Linked DNA regions of Pan paniscus: region 2 is linked to region 1. The links are chromatin contacts, called in public Hi-C maps. All regions are on one chromosome and are shown on one strand. The core of a region is the stretch at or near the end of the contact, and the rest is flanking DNA. Distances in the headings are between cores, read along the strand shown.

What was found. Hi-C and Micro-C count contacts between places; a contact is called where the count stands out from the background.
Region 2: a Hi-C map of induced pluripotent stem cells shows a contact between it and region 1, with 2.8 times the contacts expected there. The contact joins the enhancer-like site here to the promoter of SH2B3 in region 1.

What each region holds. Positions count from the first base shown.
Region 1 is chr10:119,469,094-119,474,433 of NHGRI_mPanPan1-v2.0_pri, forward strand. It overlaps SH2B3 (SH2B adaptor protein 3), which reads left to right and starts at 2,232. Exons shown (of 8, transcript XM_034934513.2): 1 at 2,232-2,321. LOC134728462 reads left to right here. Exons shown (of 2, transcript XM_063593243.1): 2 at 339-1,206. The coding sequence ends at 638.
Region 2 is chr10:119,507,976-119,513,315 of NHGRI_mPanPan1-v2.0_pri, forward strand. It overlaps SH2B3 (SH2B adaptor protein 3), which reads left to right. Exons shown (of 8, transcript XM_034934513.2): 3 at 5,162-5,263. Among named protein-coding and RNA genes, the nearest start is that of SH2B3, 39 kb to the left of the region's middle. Within about 2 kb of position 2,961, at least 1 of the 2 cell types and tissues checked has open chromatin away from gene starts, as enhancers often do.

The DNA.
Region 1 (5,340 bases), core at 982-3,481:
ACAGGCATGCGGCACCACACCTGGCTAATTTTGTATTTTTAGTAGAGACGGGGTTTCTCCATCTTGGTCAGGCTGGTCTCGAACTCCCGACCTTGGGTGATCCGCCTGCCTCGGCCTCCCAAAGTGCTGGGATTACAGGCATGAGCCACCGCGCGTGGCCTGTAATTGTTATTAATCCTGTGAGTCTCCGGCTTTCTGGAACTTGGCCAGCAGGAGGTGTTGGTGTTTTTCACAGCAAAAAGGAAGGGCGGTTGGACCTGCTCCCCTAAGACGGCCTGGCTTGTTTCCGGGAGCTACGGATCAGTCATGGGAATTTGAATAACCCTTTCTCTCCTTAGGTCCCAGTGACCTGCCGAGTGGGAAGAGCCGTGGCTGGCCGGCCTCCCAGTGGCGACGACGACCTCGCTGTGTTCGTGGCAGCGGCACTCTCAAATCTGGGCACGGTGATGGGAAGGTTATTTGTTGGAATCCCTTTGCCTTTCCAAGGGAAAATAAACACAAAAAGTGAGAAGTCTTGGGGTCTCAGCGAGCGCCAAAACAAAAAACTGGACTCTGGTGGGGATGTGGGCAAGAAGCGACTAAGCGAGGAAGGAAACCAGTTTGGGCCTCCGAGAAATCTGGCAGGCGAGAAGGTTTGAACCGTGATTAAAAAGGGGAAGAACCACAACTCCCAATTTAAGTCAGCAGAGCTGCTGTCTGGGCAGTGAGAGGGAAAGTGCTTGTGGCTGGCAGATTTCAGCAGCCATTTGGCATTGGCTGGGTACCGGGCTGCTCTGTGGGTGCTGCCTGGCAGCTGCATGGCTACAGACAAGTAACTGTTCTCTCTTGGCCGCAGTGTCCCCAGGTATAAGAAAGTGATCAAATAATATGGGATGATCCATTCAGACTTTTTTTTTTTTTTTTGGAGACAGAGCCTACCTCTGTCTCCCAGGCTCGAGTGCAGTGATGCAATCTTGGCTCACTGCAGTCTCCACCTCCCAGGTTCAAGCGATTCTCCTGCCTCTGCCTCCCCAGTAGCTGGGACTACAGGCGCGTGCAACCATGCCTGGCTAATTTTTGTATTTTTAGTAGAGACAGGGTTTCACCCTGTTGACCAGGCTGGTCTCAAACTCCTGACCTCAGGTGATCCGCTGGCCTCAGCCTCCCAAAGTGCTGAGATTGCAGGTGTGAGCCACTACACCCGGCCTCGTTTAGACTTCATTGACATTCCCCCACCCCACCCCTCTTCCCACATCCTCAGATGCCGTGTGAACAGCTTGAATCCCACACTCCCCAGGTCCTTCTCCTCACAACCTCCATGGCACCCTACTGCCCTCAAAATAATTCCCAAAGTCCCCACCAAGACCTTCAAGACACCATGTGATGGGCCCACCTTTGAAACATCATCTCTTACCAGTATAGGTGTCACCACTGCCTTTATGACTTTATTCCAAAGCACCACATGTATTCCCACCTCAGCACCTTTGCACATGCTGTTCCTTTGGCCTGGAATGCTCTTCCCTCAGACGTTATAGCACCTGGATCCTTCTTGTCATGGAGGGTTCTAAGCTCACATGTTAGTTCCGCAGAGGTGTCCTTCCTGAGCCCTGGATCTAAGACATCCCCTTCCAGCTCTCCATCCCGTAATTGTTTTGTCATTGTCATAGCTGATCCCACTTGCTTATTCGTGCCTTATGTCCCCCCACTAGAATATCAGCTCCACGCAGGCAGGGATATCTGTGTTGTTCACTGCTGTGTTCCCAGCGCCTAGAACAGTGCCTGGAAATGTGCGGAAAGCAGATTTTTGTGGCCTTTTTCTTCAAGGTCATTGGACACCAGGAATCCTGTAGCAGACCGCTCCCTTCCCCCATCTACTCGGAGTCTGGAAATCCCCACCTTCTGGGGAACCCCTTCCTGTAGCTCTAAGGTCAGGACTGGGGCCGATTTGTTTAACACAGAGCGCTTCCTGGAGCCAAGCCTCGAGCTAACTGCTTTAATGCATTAACTCACTTAATTCTCACTGCCAGGAGAGTGGGTACACATTATTTCCATTTCATAGGCAAGGAAGTGGAGAGGTACGGAGAAGTCAAGTCATTTGCCCGGGTAGGAAGAGGGGGAGGCAGTGGAATGGAGACACTTGCTGCCTGGGAAGGCTCGAGGTGGCCCCTCCAAGCTGGGGGCGTGGGCGACTTGTTTCCTGTTGGGGGAGGGGGAGAAGAGTACATTCCTCCCTCCCCGCCCTCCCACATGTTGGGGGAGAGGCTGGCTGAGAGCATGTCCCACTCCGGACTAGGGGGAACCCCACTGTCCGTCTCAGCTCCCCATGAGGCCGTGGAGAAAATGTAAGTAGCCCGGGGGCGGGCAGGGGGGTGGGCGCAGAGGCCACGGGAGCCAGCGGTCGGAGAGGGCTTCCTGGAGAAAGATGCACCCCTCCTAGAATTGGGGGACAGGACGGGCGGCCGGAGCGAGGCTGGGCTATACGGGCACCGGCTGTAGCAAAGGCAAAGCTGAGGGCTGGGGCCAGAACCCAAATCGGGGGCCTGGGGCCGTGGCGGGTCGGGTCAGCATGATCGCAGATAGTCAGGGTCGGGCAGGGCTGGGCTCCCTCCCTGGGGCGATGATGAAAGCCGTGGTCGCTATTGCACGGCCCAGCCCTGCGGGCACTGATAAGGCCCTGCAGGAGGGAGTCAGCAAGGGCGCGCCCCCTGGAGGCCAGGCCCCTCGACCCTGCCCGCCCTAGGCCCCGCCCCTTCATCTGGCCCCGCCTCCAGGCGCTGAGGCACCTGGTGACCTGCCGGCGTTGAGTGGGTGGGGCTAAAGTCGCCCCGCCCCTCCGATCCTCACTTCTATCTTCAGACTGTGGGACGCGAAATCGGGTGGGCACGTGGTGGGCGTGGCTTCGCAAGGCCTCGCCTTTTTCCGGACCCGCGCCAGGAGAGCCCTCCGACCCTGGCAGCCGCGGAGTAGCGGGATTGGTAGGCGGGGCCAGTCCGGGCTCCGCCCTCATGGCCCGCCCCTCCAGCCGAATCTCCGACTCGCGCGCGGCCTGAGGCGTGGCTCCTGGTGGCCCCGCCCCTGCCCCGCCCCTGTCGCGGCCGCCCTCCCCCGCCGGGCTCCGCTCGCACGGCCGGTTCCTCTTTACATAACGGCGCGGGGCGGCATGGGCCCGGGCCACCGCCTCCGCCCGGCTGCCCGCCCGGACTGTCGCGGCCCGCGGTGGCGACGGCGGCCGCTGCAAAGTTTCCCCGGCGGCGGCGGCCCGGGGGCGCATCCTCCCGCAACTGTCAAGCGCTGGCGGCGGAAATGATGAGGCGCTGGCCATTTTCCGAGCCCGGGTTTCCTGCCTGAGCCCCGCTCGAGCGAGCCGCGAGCGAGGAGCCGGCGGGCGGGAGAGGACGCGCCCAGGGCGGGGGCCCGCCCGCCCCCTCGGGATTTCGGGGGCCCGGGGGCGCGCGACGCCATGGGCCGGCCGGGCCCAGAGCTCCTGTCTCTCAGGTGAGCCCGCGTTTGCCCGCGCTCCCCTCCTCCGGGGCCGGGAGGGCTTTTGTGGGGAAAGGGGAGGCCCCGTGTCCAGTTCTGCCCGGGCTCTGCGCGTCACCCCCAGCCCAAAATACTGCCCTGCAGCCAACTCAGATGGAGGCGTTCCGGGGTGACGGCTCCCAGCGCCTACGACCCCCCACTCAGCCACTACCCCCACCCACACACGTGTTAGGGAGAGCGTTGGGGTAACTGAGGCCGTGGGATGGGGGAGAGGGCATCGCTGACGCCCCCAGCCCACCCTACGGTAGCCTCGCCGGTTGGGGGCGGCCCTCCCCTCAACTTGTGCCTGGGGAGGAGCGGTCAGGGGTCACCCATTGCTACCCTGAAAGTGAAAGTAGTCAAACTGAGGCTGTGAGCACAGATGAGCCCTTGGGTGTGGGGGCAGCGGGGGAGGATGCGCCGGCCCCTCCCCATTCCCCATTCCGGGCCATGTGGCTAAGAGGGTAGCGCCCTGATTCAGGAAGCCCCTCTCCCCAGTTCCTGCACTGCCGAGGTCGACCGGGCCAGGCCCCCGCATGCTGCTGAATTGGGCGGTTCACCAGGGCTAGGCGTCCCAGAGACAGGTTTCTGGTATTGATCCTCTCACACCTCTTGCCTGGGGTTCCCTGGGAATCCCCCGACCAAAAAACGTCTGGAGTGGGTGTTGGTCTTCTAGATCCGCACGGTAGGGATGGTATTTCAGAGGTCTCTGATGCCTGGTGCAGAAATCCCCTTCCCTCCCTTCCCTTCCTCCGGCCAGGGGAGCTTTGTTTTGAGGGAGGGGGACTGCATTTGAGGAACTGGAGAGGAGGGTCTGCCTGCCTGTCCCGCTTCTTTTTTTCTTTAGTTTCCTCATTCTCCTGTTTCTCTTCCCCATTCCCAGCCACAATGATGTAGGTGAGGAGGTCACTGCCTGCAGCTGGGGGCCTCCAGGGAGGGGCACGGCCAGGCTGGGCTGAGTGGGAGGAAGTGAAATCTGGTGGGGGGTTCAGAGCAGAGGCCCCGGCAAGGCAATGTCGGCAAGGCCAGCTTTGGTGGCAGGAGGGACCGAGATCTGACCCGCAGCCCCTCGCCGGGGAGATGACAGTTCCCTAACACCGGCTAGCAGCCAGGCCTCAGGGCCCCTGCCAGGGCAGTGGGCCTGTGGGTCTCCAGGGATGCAGGCGCAGGTTGTGTCTGGGTTTCCCATCACTGACCTGGCTGCCTGAGTGGAAACAGCTCTGGAGGCTCCTCGGGACCTGCCCTTGTGGAGGGAGAGCCGTCAGAGGCCACCTGGGCAGGCTGGGCTCGGAGGATGAGAGCCAGGGCCTACTGGGGGAAGTTGGAAGGGTTTTTAGTGCACTTTTCCTGAGCCTTTTCCCACTACCCCCTCTGGGAGGGAAAATCCTTCTGAGCCAAAGGGTGAGCATTCCTAGAACTTTTGTGAGTCCCTGTGGGCCACAGAGCGGCCAGCTGGGAAGGGGCTGGCTCAGAGCATCAGCAGCTGGGGGCTCAGGCTCTGCAGGGGCTCAGCAGGAAGTGGAGGAGGATAGTGAGGAGGGTCCTGGGGACTGTGCTTTGCTGCTCCTACTGCCTTCGTTCAGCTGAAGGCGTGGGCAAGTGACTCTGCCTTCAGTTTCCCTCTGTGTAAAATGGGGGAATAACAGGTTTGCAGTGGAGATTTAATGAGCCAGTGTGTAATGAGCACCTGCTGCCTGGCAAAGAGAGGTTCAGTTGCAGGTGGTGGTGGTGGTAGTGGTGATTTTATCATTGCCTTCATTAGTGTTACTGTTATTGGCTATGAGGTGTTCCTTCAGTAGTCTCCCTTGAGCATCTCTTGCATACATAGCACTGGAATTTCCT
Region 2 (5,340 bases), core at 1,711-4,210, 40 kb after region 1:
ACCACGTTTAAGGAGAGTTTGCAAGGTGAGGACCTTCCTCACCTCAATCCCATATTACCTTGGGATGGTAATAAGGTCTATGAAATAGGTCAAAGTCTGGGTAATGCATGGGTTTAATAGGTTTCTCTGCTGCAGGACTTCTCAGAGTCTTTAATGGAGCTAAGCAGCAGCGTTCTCTTTCCACAAATGACTGTCCTCTCTCGGAGAATCCTTTGCATTGGCTGCCAGGAAGCTGAGACAGATCTGTGGCAAGAGGGACTCTTGTCTGTGTTGTAGCAGCTGTCTCCCAGCTCTTTCTGGGTGTCTCTAACCTGACTAAAATCATTTTTGGAAGGAGGCAAGGAATTTTTTTTTTTTTTTAAAGACAGGGTCTCACTCTGTCGACCAGTCTAGAGTACAGTGGTGTGATCTCGGCTCACTGCAACCTCTGTCTCCCAGGTTCAAGTGATTCTCCTGCCTCAGCTTCCCAAGTAGGTTAACTTTTTGATACCAGACAGTAAGCTTGGATTAAGTATTTTCCATAATAATGCTCATTCATCCATCCCGGCAGCATCCACTTCAGGTTCTGGGCTAGGGTGAGGGATCAGCCATCCAGGACAGGATCTGGAATTTGCTCTGCGCCTTTTCAGACCCCCTCCCTCTCCTCCTCCAGTAAGAAGGTCAACAGGACCTGCTTACGGGCCCCCTATTACTGAAAGCAAACTGAACCTCCAGTTAGTGTCCTGCCCAAGGTTTCAAAGGTAAGTAAGTGGTAGAGCTAGGGCTCTTCTAACCACCTGCAGAGCTAGGCCCAGGCTGCCAGATGCCTCCTTGAGGGCATAGGTGTGGCAGAGGCGTGGCTGGTGCTGGAGGGTCGACTGAGGCCTGTCCCACCGCTGCTGTACACCGATGAATGTGGGCTCAAAGGCTCTGGGGAAGGTAAGACCACCAGGGAGCTAGTGTGGCCTGGGGGTTCCCGGGGGTGGGCGGTCTCTCCCCAAGGCTGGTCTGGGCCAAGCCCTTGCTGCTGGGGTGTGTCAGATGCTGCCCTGTGTCCTGCCCTCCAGCGTCCCAGGAGGAGGGGGACAGCCAGCAGGCCTGCTCCTGTTATGAGCTTCCCCACCTTAGAAAAAGCTCAAGCTGATTCCCACAGCCTTGAAGCCCCATGGTGGCTTCTGGGGGCTGCTGTGGCAGGCTCACCTGTGCCTCTTCCTGCTCTCTCACCAGGGGAGGCCATGCCATCAGCCTTGCTCTCCACGTAGGTGTGGTCACGCCACCAGAGCTCTGGCCTTTGACTGGTGTGTCCAGCCCTGCCCTGCCCCGACTTGCCTGTCTCTGCTGGATGCCTGAGGGCAAAGCCAGTAACAGACCCCACTCAAGCTGGTTATGAGGACCTGGCAGGGTGGGGTGTGGCCCAGTACCTCGGAAGACTCTAGAAGGACCATCCTGGCCCTATAAACGTTTGTGTCAAGACAGGTCCCCTGTCCCTCAGCACACAGAAGGGGCAGTAGGTAGCAAGACAGTTTCCAGGTGACAGCATGAGGGCAAGTGAGGCCTAGAGAGGAAGGGTCTGTTGCCTCCAGCCCGTCACATTCCCTCCAGGCGGGCTGAACAGCCAGGTGGGACAAAGAGGGATCCTCAGGTAGGCGGGAGTCAGGGAGAGCTGCGTGACCCCACGAGGCTGGTGTTTCATCTTCACTTCTCAGATGACGGGACTGTGGCTCAGAGACCTTTGCAGGGGGACTGATCAGGGCCATTTGAAGGGAGCCTGGAACTGCATTTCCATGTGGACCCTGGGTGGATCTGGAACCAGGCTGGCTTTCCTAGCTCCCCCGCCCTTTGGCTCCCTTATGTTCTTAGCCTTCTTTTCACAACAAACTCAGAAGCAGCCAAGTAGTTGGTTGTGTTGTCTACAGTTGCACTGAAGCACGTTTTATTTCGGCTAAGTGACGTTCCTTTGTTGTCCCTGTCTTGTAATTAGTTAGGGTAGTATGTTGGTTATATTACGTGGAATTTATTGCAGGATGGTAAGGGAGCATGTGACAAAATGGGGCAATAATTCTGTAAGGCTGAGAGAAGCTGGGGGTGTACCCAGTGGCTAGGCCACTCAGAGGGGACTGTCATGCTGTCAGTAGTGTAGTGGGAGCCAAGCAGGCTTTACTCACCGGCCTGTTAACAGCTGTGCGAGTCATGCCTTTCGCTTGTGTTAGCTCACCTTGTGAAAAAAATGAGCTGACTTACAGATGACAACTAAGGCATGGAGAGCCGAACCCTTTGTCCAGGGTTGTATAGGAAGTGGCAGGGTCAGGGCTGAATCTTAAAACCTAGAGGGTAGGGCCCGGCGTGGTGGCTCATGCCTAAAATCCCAGCACTTTGGGAGGCCAAGGCAGGCGGATCACCTGATGTCAGAAGTTCGAGACCAACCTGGCCAACCAACATGGTGAAACCCCAGCTCTACTAAAAATACAAAAATTAGCTGGGTGTGGTGGCAGGTGCCTGTAATCCCAGCTACTGCAGAGGCTGAGGCAGGAGAATCGCTTGAACTCAGGAGGTGGAGGTTGCAGTGAGCCGAGATTGCGCCACTGCACTCCAGCATGGGCAACAGAGTGAGAATCTGTCTCAAAAAACAAAAACAAAAACAAAAAACCCTAGAGGGTAAAAGAACTATAACATCTGGGATAAAGTTAGCTGTTGAAATAAATACAAGTCCTACCGTTGGGGTAGTGTCAGAGCTGGCCTGCATCTTTGACTTTGAGATTCCTAGCAGCCAGAGCAAAGAGAGAAATAGATTATTCCCACTGGAGCCACAGTGGCCATAACAAACAGAAGCCATCTGTTTAGATGCTGGGAATGGAGAAGACTTGCTCCCCAGAAATAGACGCTGCAGGATGTGGTGGGTGACATTCTACTGTTCAAACCACAAATACCTGAAATGATCTGGCCACTTTGATCACCCAACCACAGTATAGCCTAAGCTGGGTCCAGGGAGCAGCTGTTGCTGGCCTGGCTTGACTTTTGAGGGAGGTGAATAGCGGGCATGTGAGAGGAGGGAACCTAAAGCCCCCACAGCTGCTGACACAGCCCCCAGGTTTGAGCTTGTCTCCCCTATCACCCATCCCCCCGTATAGCTTAATCAGATGGGCATCTGGTGGTCCTTCCCTGCAGTGGCCAGAGCCTGAGCTGTCCAGGCTGAGGTTTCGACTGCTGCAGGGGTTGTCCTGCGCCCATGTGCCCACACGCTGCAACCTGGCTGGAGCCTCTGGCATAGGACACCCATACCACCAGGTAGCTCAGTGGTGGACCCCGGCTCTGATACTTGGCAGGCTTGGGTTGAGATTGTGGCTCTAGGCCTGGGCGGCTCTCACGGGCTGCTGTGGGGAGTCGGGGAAGAACCCCTGGGTTGTGCTCAGCCAGCAGGCAGGTGGCAGCCAGGCTGGCTGTGGGTGAGGAGGGGAATCCTCTTTTCACCACTGCCTGCCTGCTCAGCAGTTCCTCAGCTGCTGCGGGTGAAGCTGGCTTGCAGGGGCCAGAGTCAGAGTGAAACCGGCAGCTCTGCTGGTTAATCTCAGCACTGACACTGGGGACTAGGCCTGGAGCGGAACTGAAAGGGAGACTAGGCCCGTTCCCCTCCAGGCCTGGCCTATATCCTCCCAGTGATCCTTAAGGCCTGCAGCTAGGGGGAAGGGTGGGGGCCAGGCAGGGCCAACTGGAAAAGTAGCAGAAGGAAGTGGCCACTCGCACCTTACCCATCTTGCAGACAGGAAATGAAGGCTCTGCAGGGCTGGCTGGCTGTAAAAATGGGCAAGAGCGCAGAGGCCCCACTCCCTGCACACTGCGCTGTGTCCAGTGCCCGTGTGGATGCCATGCGAGGCCTCACTCTGCCTGCCTCATCCTGGCTGCTGGACCTCTGGGAGTAGGAGGTGAAAATGCCCTGGCTGGTGCTGGTCACTTCAGGCTGGAATTTTCTAGTCATGCAGCTTTCTAGTGGGAGGCCGCAGTAAGCTGTGGCCAGTGTTGGTCATTCCTGCAGTCATTACTCTCCCCCAGCCTGTTGTGTCCGCCAACCAGAGCAGGCCCGGGAGCTCCCAGGAGACCTGCTGGAAGGGCCCAGGTGGCCATCCTGCTCCTGCCAGGCTGCCCTCTTACCTCACTGTTCATTGACTCTCCTGCAGGTGGGGAAGGGGGATAAAGGATGTGGCCAGGCCACTGGGTCATGATCCTTCCGACAGAGGTACCTGGCAGCTCTGTGTGTAAAGCAAGGTTAAGCATCTGGTTTTGGGGGTCAATTCAATAGCACTAGCAGCTCCAGTCCAAGGTATGCCCTTTTGGGCTGAGGTGGAGGTCAGAACACCTGAAGCCACAGTTGCTAGAACATCCTTTGGGCCTGCCTCTGCTTTCCATCCCCCTGCTCCCAGTTTGTTAGGGGTTGTAGTATTTTCCAGGAACACCTGAATGGAGGGGGCCCAGTGGGGCCACTTCTGTCCATTCCTTATCTCATCTCTTTCTCCCCTTTTCTTCTTTCGGCCATCTTTTCAGTCTTATCACAAGAGGAAGGGGAGGGGCAAACCCCCTCCTGAGCAGATTCCCAACCGGAAGCAGCTGGCTCCTTGGCTGCAGAGTGCCCCAGCACAGGAAGCATCTGCAGGGTCAGTTGAGACCTGGGAGCAGGTTTCCTGCTGGCAAAGGAACAGTGGCTAACTCCTATCCACCCTGCAGCCCTATGTGCCGGGTGTCCTGGGAAGGTCCAGGGCCAAGATTTTGTGGTTTTACAGTGGCTGTAACTTGGGCTAGCCATGCTAGGCTCTGCCCCTTTGGGCTTGGTGTGATGAGACCGTCAGCAGCTGCTATCACCTGGCTGGGCAGGGAGCTGTTTGCTCACCAGTGGGAAGAGAAACGGATGTCAGACACATGGCAGAGTGGGAATGTCCCCAGGTCGAGGTCCAATGGGCTGGGAGGGCTGGCCTTCTGCCAGCACGTGCTTCTTGGGATCTCAGTGTGAATGGTGTTCAGGAGGCTAGGGGAAGGCACCCTGGACCTCACTACAGGCTCAGAGCCTGCCCAGCAACACCATGGATACTCTCTCTAAAAGGGGGACTCCTGGGGAGACTATAGACAAACTCAGGCCTGGCTGGAAGAAAGAGCATCAGGAACAAGCCTTGAGTACCCCATCTTGGTCTTGTAGAGTTCAAGGCCCAAGCTACAAGCAGCTTGCTCCAGCATCCAGGAGGTCCGGCGGTGCACACGGCTTGAGATGCCTGACAACCTTTACACCTTTGTGCTGAAGGTGAGTGACAAGGCTTTTCACACCCTGGGGCAATACAAATACATACACATACAGGAGACCCAACCCTGTTCCCTTCC